Regions from separate parts of the Mus musculus genome. Here region 2 is linked to region 1. A link is a contact called in public Hi-C data. All regions are on one chromosome and are shown on one strand. Each heading gives the region's core, a stretch centred on a gene start, on an enhancer-like site or on the middle of the called end of the contact. The rest is flanking DNA. Distances are from core to core; before and after follow the strand shown. Region 1 has its middle 18 kb from the start of Tpd52. Region 2 holds the start of Fabp5 (fatty acid binding protein 5, epidermal).

The links. Hi-C and Micro-C count contacts between places; a contact is called where the count stands out from the background.
Region 2: a contact with region 1 is called in a Hi-C map of B cells, with 6 read pairs. The contact joins the promoter of Fabp5 here to the enhancer-like site in region 1. A contact is called at or near these places in 2 of 39 promoter capture datasets (the HPC-7 cell line and liver), 1 of 484 Hi-C or Micro-C datasets (B cells) and 1 of 115 datasets of contacts at active chromatin or transcription factors (astrocytes).

Annotation. Positions count from the first base shown.
Region 1 is chr3:8,980,137-8,984,746 of GRCm38.p6, reverse strand. It overlaps a transcript of Tpd52 not described here. Among named protein-coding and RNA genes, the nearest start is that of Tpd52, 18 kb to the right of the region's middle. Within about 2 kb of position 2,011, at least 117 of the 459 cell types and tissues checked have an H3K27ac peak or open chromatin away from gene starts, as enhancers often do. A contact at or near this core is called in B cells, where this site is marked.
Region 2 is chr3:10,009,842-10,014,451 of GRCm38.p6, reverse strand. Fabp5 (fatty acid binding protein 5, epidermal) reads right to left here and starts at 1,867. Exons shown (of 4, transcript NM_010634.3): 1 at 1,734-1,867. The coding sequence starts at 1,812.

The DNA of each region.
Region 1 (4,610 bases), core at 762-3,261:
GATTGCATGTGTCACTGTTCAGGGACCACTTTTGGTCACATTATATGGAATAGAATTTTTTTACGGGGGAGGGGTGTTGCTGTTTTAGTTGTTGTTTTCTTGCTGTTTGAGAGTCAGTCTTTGTGTAGACTTGGCTGGCCTGGAACTTGCTATGTATTTTGCTCTGTCCTTGAACTTTCAGTATTCATACAGCCTCTACTACTGACTTCTGGGATGAGCTTGTATGTGCCGTATGTCTGTGTCGATGGGAGGTCGAACCCATGGCTTCATGTATCTTCAGCAAGTATTCTACACTGAGTCACATCCCCAGCTCTTGTGTGCCCTTTTATTTTATTTATTAGTATGGCTATCTTGTCAGCATGCCTGTCTGTACATCACTTGCCTGGAGTGCCCTTGGAGACCAGATGAGGGGGTCAGATTCCCTGGATCTGGGCGGAGTCACAGACAGTTGTGAGCTGCCATGTGGGTGCTGGGAATCGAACCCAGATCTTTTGGAAGCACAGCCAGTGAGCCTAATCAATGAGCCATTCCAGTCCCCTTGTGTGCTGTTTTAGAAAAACAAATGTTACTGAGCTATATATACACATGTGTATTTTCCATTTCCTCTGGGTCATGCAGAGCTCTGTATAAGTACCTGCTGGTCACTTCATCCTCCTCAGCTGGTGCATGGCATTACAGAGTATTTATGTGCTATGACTTCATGTCAGGCTGCAGTTATTTTGGTTCTTTCCAGTGGTTTGTGTGTGTGTGTGTGTGTGTGTGTGTGAATTATTATAAGCAAGTGCTTTGTTTAGTTTCCTGCATGAAGTGTGCTTGTCAAGGATAATATGCAGAAGTGAAATTGATGATCATGTGAAACTTTAGTTTAGACGCTGACTTCCTGGTACTCACATGGTAATGCCCAACCATACGCAGTTTGCCTTATTCACCTTCCAGTTCGCAGCTAATTCAGTGCAGTGGAATTGGAATGCGCCAATTGGACCTTTCACACTGTGTGTAGTAGCCTTCGGATTACTGACGTGTGAGAGTGTGTGTGTGTGTGTGTGTGTGTGTGTGTGCGTGTGTTGACATATTTAAAACCCTTTTTAATACTCAAAAGTTTTCCTTTCTAACAACTGCAGACTGGTAAGAACTATGTTCAGCAGCAGTGGGTCATATACATAGAGGGCTGAGTGTCTGTTGTTCTGTAGTTCAGGTTGGCCTCCAATTAGTGATCCTCCTGCCTCAGTCTCCTTAATGCTGGGATTGTAGGGATGCACCAACGTAGCAGTTTCAGTTGGACTGAGAGAGGGACACTGTGAGCTAGCTGCATCCTTTCTGTCCATGTCTCAGAGCTGGATTTCAGGCACACACCACCAGCATCTTCAGCATCTTCAGCATCTTCAGAGTTTTCCTACGTCATGCCGAACTCTGATGCCCATGACCAAGATCAGTGTTGACTGCGGTGTCCTGCTGAGGGGTTCTCCCCACCCCCATGCCTTGGCAGCACTGCCACAAGAAGTAGGGAGGCCTGTAGTCATGGGTGGGCTATAGAGGGCCCACTGTGTTTTTAGTTTTACCAATAACCAGTTCCAAATTTTCAGAAACCATGGGATGGTAAAATTAGGAAGGAAAGAGAAGGGAGGAGGTGAGGGAGGGAGGTGAAGAGGATGGGGGGGGGGAGGAAGAGAGGCAGAGAGAGGAGGAGGGAGAGGGGCGTGGACAGGGAGAAGGAAGAGATGGAATGTAGGTTCATACACAGTTTTCAGCCTCCTTTTGCCTAAATTATTAAAACCAGCCCCTCAAAGCTGCTGCTATTTTAAAAATAAGAGATTCTTCTCCCAACAAAACAAAGCAAACAAACCAATCAGGGCACATATTCCACAAGAAAAGGTATTACTTTTCAGTTTGATTTGAGGGGGAAAATTGCTTTTCCTTTTGCCTCACGCAGATGTTGAGTGCAGAGCTGCCCGCTCCCCCTACGCGAGTGCTGAGGTGTCTGTCAGTGAGGGCTTCCTCTTTGCCTCATGCCCTGGGCCTGGGAACTGCAGAGCTCCTCAGGAAGGAAGGGATGCTGCTGCCGGTCTAAGAGGCTGGCTCTGCCCCTGAGCACCTGTGGGAAGGTGTCAGTCCACGTGAGCAGCTTCCTCAGCAGCCCTGCAGCACACAGATGATCTTCCCGTGCGCACATGTCACCATCTGTGGTGACAAATGTGGCATTTAAAGAATCACTTACTTGCCTTTCGGGTCTTAGCAGAAGGTCACCATGTTTGGCCACAAGGATGGTGGTTTTATCTTCCTTCCGGCTTCTGGCAAGTCTGGTTTTCCTTTCGCTTGAGGCACAGTTGGTGAAGCACCCACATGGTGGCTAACATCCATTGGTAACTCCAGGTCTGGGAGTGAAGGGTGGGGGCTATGTTCTCTTCTGACAGCCGCAGGCACCTGGTACACTTGTGCTACACAGACAGAAATGTAGGCAAGACACTCATATAGATAACAACTATTCTTAAAAATAGAGATAACTTACTTTATGAGGTTTTTGGTGGTCTAATTTCCTGGGATCAGGAGTTGAGGAAGTTGAAGTGTGCCAGACACTTTGATAATTCTTAAGTTTGGTCAAAATGGACACAGAATACCTTGAAACAAGTGGACATAAAAGCTATGCAAAAGGTCTATAGTTTCAGTGCATACCCATCTCACAGATCGGAGACATCCTCTTTGTGGACATCACCTTTCTTATGTGGTTTCAGGGAATCTAACAAAAACCGTGGTTTTGAAGAAAGGATCTGAGATTTGTGTGTGGTGCCTGGCCTTCCCCAGTCACTTCCTGGTCTGAGACCTAATAAATATTTAATGTGAGGAGGCCTCTGCTGAGCTTGCTGGTTGCCATGGAGAGGTGACTGCGGTGTGGAAGACAGGCCTTCAGTGACAGGGGTGATCAGGAAAGGTCATTCGGCTTCAGCTGGAGGTGACTTCCTGTTCTGGCTTGATGAGTTTCAGTAGGGCCTCCACGTGTAACGTTCCCAGTTCCCAGTTCACGTATTGCTTTGTCTTAGAGCTCTGATTTCAGCTCTAACTGTACAATGACAGCCTTGGATATTGAGACAATGAAGACAGATGTTAAGCATTGTTTCTGCTATAATTGTGAAAGAATGAAGTGTTATGCTCTACAGAGCGATATAGAACACCAAGAAAACCTTACTTGGCGATAGCTTTCATTTGAAGAAACATGAACATTCTTCCTGAGTCTGACCATCCCTTCACCCAGTTCTAAATCTGTTTGCAACATCTGTCATGTGTGATGTGTCTCACTTGAAAGATCAGCCAGTAAATGGATGTGACTTTCATGATGATATAAAACCTCTATATTTTATGAATATTATAAGGATGTACCGTAAGTGAGTTTTTAAATTAAAATCCTGGAGAAAGGGCCTTGCTGTGTTGTCCAGACTTATGACAAACTTCTGGGCTCTAGCCGTCTGTCTTAGTTGTGTGTGTTGCTCTGATTTCACACTAACGAAAGCAGCTTGGGGAGGAAAGGGTTTGTTTCAGCTTACAGGTCTCAGGTCACACGCTCCATCACTGAGGTAAATCAGGGCAGGAGCTACAGCAGAGGCCGGGCCAGGGCTGCTTACTGGCCTGTTCCTCCTGACTTGCTCAGCCTGCTTTCTTAGAGAATTTAGGTCTGCCAGCCCAGGGGTGGTACCATACACAGTGGGTGACCCACATCAATCATTAGTCAAGAAGGTGACCTTGCAGACTTGCCTACAGGCTACTCTGATGGAAGCATTAGGGCTTCCTCTTCCAGCAGGGTGGTGGTTAGTGCACACTTTTAATCCCAGCAAATGTAGTTGTATCTCTGGTCTACAGAGTGAGTTCCAGGACAGCCAGGGCTACACAGAAAAACTCTTATTTTAAAAATAACAGCAGCAGCCGGGCGTGGTGGCGCACGCCTTTAATCCCAGCACTCGGGAGGCAGAGGCAGGCGGATTTCTGAGTTCGAGGCCAGCCTGGTCTACAAAGTGAGTTCCAGGACAGCCAGGGCTACACAGAGAAACCCTGTCTCAAAAAAAAAGAAAAAAAAAAAAAACATAAAAAAAAAAAATAACAGCAGCAGCAGCAGAAAGTTACCTTCCCTCTAGAAATATCCAGGCTTGTGTCAAGTTGACAAACCCAGCCAGGACACCTCTTGTGCTAGCTTACCAAATAGCTGGGACCACAGCTACATGCTACTGCGCCTAGCATAAACAACATCTTTCTGAAAAGCAGTTTGCTTCCATTTGACTACTTCTGTGGCACTACAGTGGTGTGTATATTACAATCTTAACATTTAACAAACATACTTCGTGTTGAAAGTGGAACTGTCTAACCCTTAGTGATTTCTTTTTCCTCCTTATTTTCCTGAGTAGGGTTAAATGATTGTACTGGTTATTTTTATATGGCTGTGATAAAACATCATGGCAAAGTATGGTGGTTCGGATGAGAGTGGCCCCATAAGCTCTTATGCTTGAATACTGGATGCCCATTGATGGAGCTGTTTGGGAAGGGTTAGGAGGTGTGGTATTGTTGGAGGAGGTGTGTCACTGGGGGTGGGCTTTAAAGTTTCAAAAGCCCATACCATTCTCAGTCTC
Region 2 (4,610 bases), core at 618-3,117, 1.0 Mb before region 1:
TTAAAATAAGCTTTCAATGCAAACAGCACAGTATTTTAAGTGAGTGGCATGCCTCTGGTGTCAATAAGTAGAGGGAAAACACACCCAGGGAAAGAACAAACATTTCAAAGCTGTGTGACCATGTGAGCTTCCATGGTAAGGCTTGTTCTGTATGTTAGGAACCTGACGTGCTGCTATCTGGAAACACTGTACGATTTGAGTATCTGGTTGACTTTTATGCTGTGTGGTTTGTTTATTCACAGTATGGAGTTCCACATTTCTGGGTTATGCAGTGGTTTATGTCCGTGTCCTTGATGGTAACACTCATAAGGAACCTGGGATACTTTCACAAGAAAGGAGACACTCGTCCAAGCAGGATGCTCAGCCAGGCTCCCGTGTCCCTGTGAGTCTTCTGCTGTGCTCCCCTCTACATTGCCCAGAACCTATGGGTAAGGCCTATAACCTTCCTAAGGCCACAATCTGGAGAACTAGCCACTCACAGCATAAACACCAGCTGCTTTCAAACAGTGCTCTCTACTGGCTCTCACTCACACCTGTGCGGCTTTCCACTGTGGACAAGGAAAGACACAAACCCCTAATGCATCCACATTCTGACAATAGCGTTAGCACAAACAGGATTCATCAGGAGCCAGACTTAGCCCCATAGTGTGCTGAATGTTTAAAAGAATTAAGGCTGGTTCTTAACCAGGGAGGAATACTGTGAACAGCAGCGCCTGAAGCTGCCTCCTCCTACCAGCAGTACCTCTTCCGAGAGAGTACCTTTCCGTTAACCCCATCCCACTTCCTAGCATCTGTGACAAGTGTCGATTTCGTTGTCTGTTCTGTGTTTACCAATGCATCCCTATCTTAAGAGTAGGCAAAACTGGCAACAGACAACGAGGCACTATTTCCAGTGAGGGTGAATTTGAACCTTGCCCACTCTCTGGTTAGGCTTTAAGGAGCAAGTGCTTGCTGCAAAGCCACACCCATCTTGTAGCAGTTGGCAGCCACGGCCCAGCAACAGCAGTTTCTGATTATAGTTTTCCAGCCAGGCCCAAGTCTCCTTGCTCCTCACCCTCCAGAATCAAGAGAAAGAAGTAGAACAGAACGGTCGCAAGACAACAACCATGCACAATGGATGTCTCCGCACTTCGCCCACATGCCACCAGCTGTCGACCGTGCAGCGCCGCGGGCGCCACGCCTAGCCAGTGCGGCGAGGAGAGGACCTGAGACGTGCTGCAGAGAAAGGGATATAAGCAGCATCATTCATAGCCTCTAAAGAGCTTCTGCAGAAACCACGCCCTACCACGCGGTGTCCTCTCTGAGGCGGAGATGGGGTGGAGGGGACTGGCGCCATCGAGGAACAAAAGATGGGGCAAAGGGAAAAGGAGAGTGAGTGCTGCCACGCCAGGGGAGGATGATGGGGCAGGACGGTGGCACAGGTGAGGATAGGAAGAGAAGTGGGGATAACATTAAGAGGCAACTGAGGGGCTGTTTGTAGGGGGCTCACAGCAGTACCGCTGGCACGCACCTGTGAAGGGCCGGAAGCAATGAGGGGCTGCTTCGGGGGCAAGAAGCAGAAAAGGGGAGAAGCGGGGTGACCCACCACGTGCGGAGCCGGCGACAAAGGCGGGCACTCCATCCTAACTGCCGCAAGGTGCTCCCTGCAGCTCCCCCGATCGCATGGTGGAAGGGAACCAACACATCCCCACAAGGATGAGGAGCCAGGGAGGGGTTCGGCGATAAAATCTCACCTAGCTCTTTCATGTACTCCTCAAAGCCGTGGCTTTCCATCAGGCGCCACTTCCCTTCGAGATCCTTAAGACTGGCCATGGTGGGAGGGAGAGCACAAAAGCAGCAGAGACGCGGTGGCGAGGGCGCTGTTCCGCTCCTGGCGCCATCTGCGCTTATATCGTCCTTGGTGTGGGGGTGGTGTCGGGCAGCCAATAGGAGGCGCGCCTCAGCCTGGTACCGCCCCTCGCCACGCCCGGACTTGTGCGCCTTGGGCTGTGCTGGGGGGTCTGAAGGTGCCACCCTGGCCTGGCTGCGCCGGACTGGGACGTCACGTTTCCCGCAGCTCCTGCAAGCTGCGACTCGTCTGGCGCGCCCTGTGCCTCCCTTAGTGACAGCTGCGGCACAGTCCCGTGGGCCCAGGGATCACCCCCACCCCCACCCGCGCCATCTGAGGACAGCCTGCGCGCCGTGGTCCCACTGTCCTGCCGCCTCCATTTGCTTTTGATAAGTACCTGGGAGGAACAAATTAGCCATCGCTTGGCGCTATAGGAATTGAATGGCTGATTACTGAATTAATAAACTGCAATCTCCTTAGCCCTACATCCTACTCCCTCATGAAAGAACCTTCTGACCCCACCCTCCCGCCTCCTGGGGCCTCACTGGGGCCTCTTGGTTGTCTGTCTGTGCATGCTAGACAATCCTGGCAGCAGTCTCTAAGGGAGATTACAATGCTCTACAAGTTTGTTTTCTCCACTACACTAGCAAGTTTCAGCTTAGGTAACTGTCACTTCCTGAAAAATCTTACTAGCTTCTATTCCCCGATCAGGGATCAAAACTTTTACTTCCCTCCATCCTTTGAGGGTGGCTGGCCCAGCTATGAATTAGTAAATTGCCTAGAATATACTGACTATAAAAAAAAAATTATCACTTTGATATGCACTGAAGTCCCACAAAACATAAGGCTCCAAGGACAATCCGCTGACAGTTAGATGCCATCGCCAGTCACAGAATCTGAGTGTGTGGGGAGGGGAGGCAGGGAGAGATACAGGGAGACAAAGGGAGCACATTTTATGAGACAGTGAGAAGAGGAATTGAGTAAAGGTTATGGAGCGGTCATGTAGCCCAGGCTAGCCTCTAACTCCATATGCAGCTAGTAGCTCCTGACCATCACTCTCCAGCTACCACATGCTGACATTACAGGTGTGGCCAACACCCTTGCGGAAGTTGTCATTACACAGTTACTGATCCTCACTTTCAGTGTCATTTTTAGTAAGCCACCTGTGATAGTCCATGCTTTGTTAGGATTCAGGTTTGTATTAGATAATTTGCCCAACCACAGGCCAATGTAAATGTCCTAAGTCTGTTTGAGGGCAGCTGAGCCATAATTTTTTACTAGGTTGGATATATACAATAACTCTAAGTGAATTTACTGCAGTCACGCTGCCCTGCAGCTGAGGAAGTGAACCCAGGATGGAAGACTCCTTCAGATCCACAGCACCCACACAAAAGCTGCTGCTGTGTCTGCACCTAGAACTGCAGCTCCCTGGTACAGCCCACCCGGCATTGGCAAGCTTCCGGGTCAGTCAGAGATCCTGTCGTGGCAGACAGCTGATGTCAACTACTAGCTTCCACATACATGTGCACACATGCAGGCCCGTAAACACACACACATACACACACAAACACACACAAATGCACGACAATTTATACTTATGATTTTCTTTGTCTAAAGTACGTCCTTTCAAAGCTATCCAAAGGCCTGCAGCTTCTCAGACCAGCTCAAAATATGCCATACATACATGAAGTGCCACATTCTCTACTAAGGCCATACATATATTGATGTGTCCTGAGCTGCGACATCCCACTGACTGAGGCCATCAGTTCCCTTCTGTGTGTGGAATGACCTTTCTCAGACTGTCTTTTTTACAGAATCTTCCTGCCTGCTCCCACACCTCATTGGAGGTAACATGGGCTGAAATGAAGTTGTCGCCACCCAGACGGGCTATCACCACGGAGACAAGGTCAGCTTGTTGAGTTTCTACTGCTCCCTCTGTGGTCCTTCCTGGCATTTGCACGGATGAATTTTAATGCCTGCGATTCCTGAGGAAGTTATCCCAGTTTCACAGGAGAGGAGACGAGGCTAAGAGAGCCGGTGCTGCGGAGTAGTAGAACTGGAATCGCACTGAGGAGTTTCTCACGAAAGATCTTGTGAAACAGGACCACACCTGCCTGTCCTTTGTTCATGATGCTTATAAGGAAGCTAAGAGAAGAGGCCACAGCCACCCTGCCAAGACACTAATTATTGTATCATCCCTCACACAATTAAAATCTGACAAGCCTCTACCATGCTGCAAGAAGTTCCACGGCCTACATCCCCTTTATTACAAGTTTCTGTGTGTCTGTGTGCATGTGTGCATGTGTCCATGTGCATGTGTTATGTGAATATGTGTACACAGAACCACGACTGCAGTCTTTAGCATTCACACACTGTGTCCTGCGTTTCCCGATTTCATACATCAGTCCACATTGCAAATATTGGCTGTGACTGTTTCTGACATATACATTAATCTGACAGTATGGCTCCCATCTCACTACGAAGTTGCTGTTTTGTTCTTTCGAACATGCTCAATACTCTCCACACAATCGAAAGCCTGCCTTTGAAATAGATGCCGCCTTCAAACCTAGTAGTTACATTCAGATTTTCATGCGTCCCTGACCACAGCTCACACTTAGCCCACTGGCCATGTCTAGGGTTAGAAGCTTAGTATTTTCTTAGGCACATTCAGATGGCTTCAACAATGTGCACATTTCTTTCGGAATGAGCCCGAGTTAAGGGTCAGATTTGAAGAGGCCAACAAGAATCCATAGGAAAGGCCTTAGACTCTTGATTCACCTAA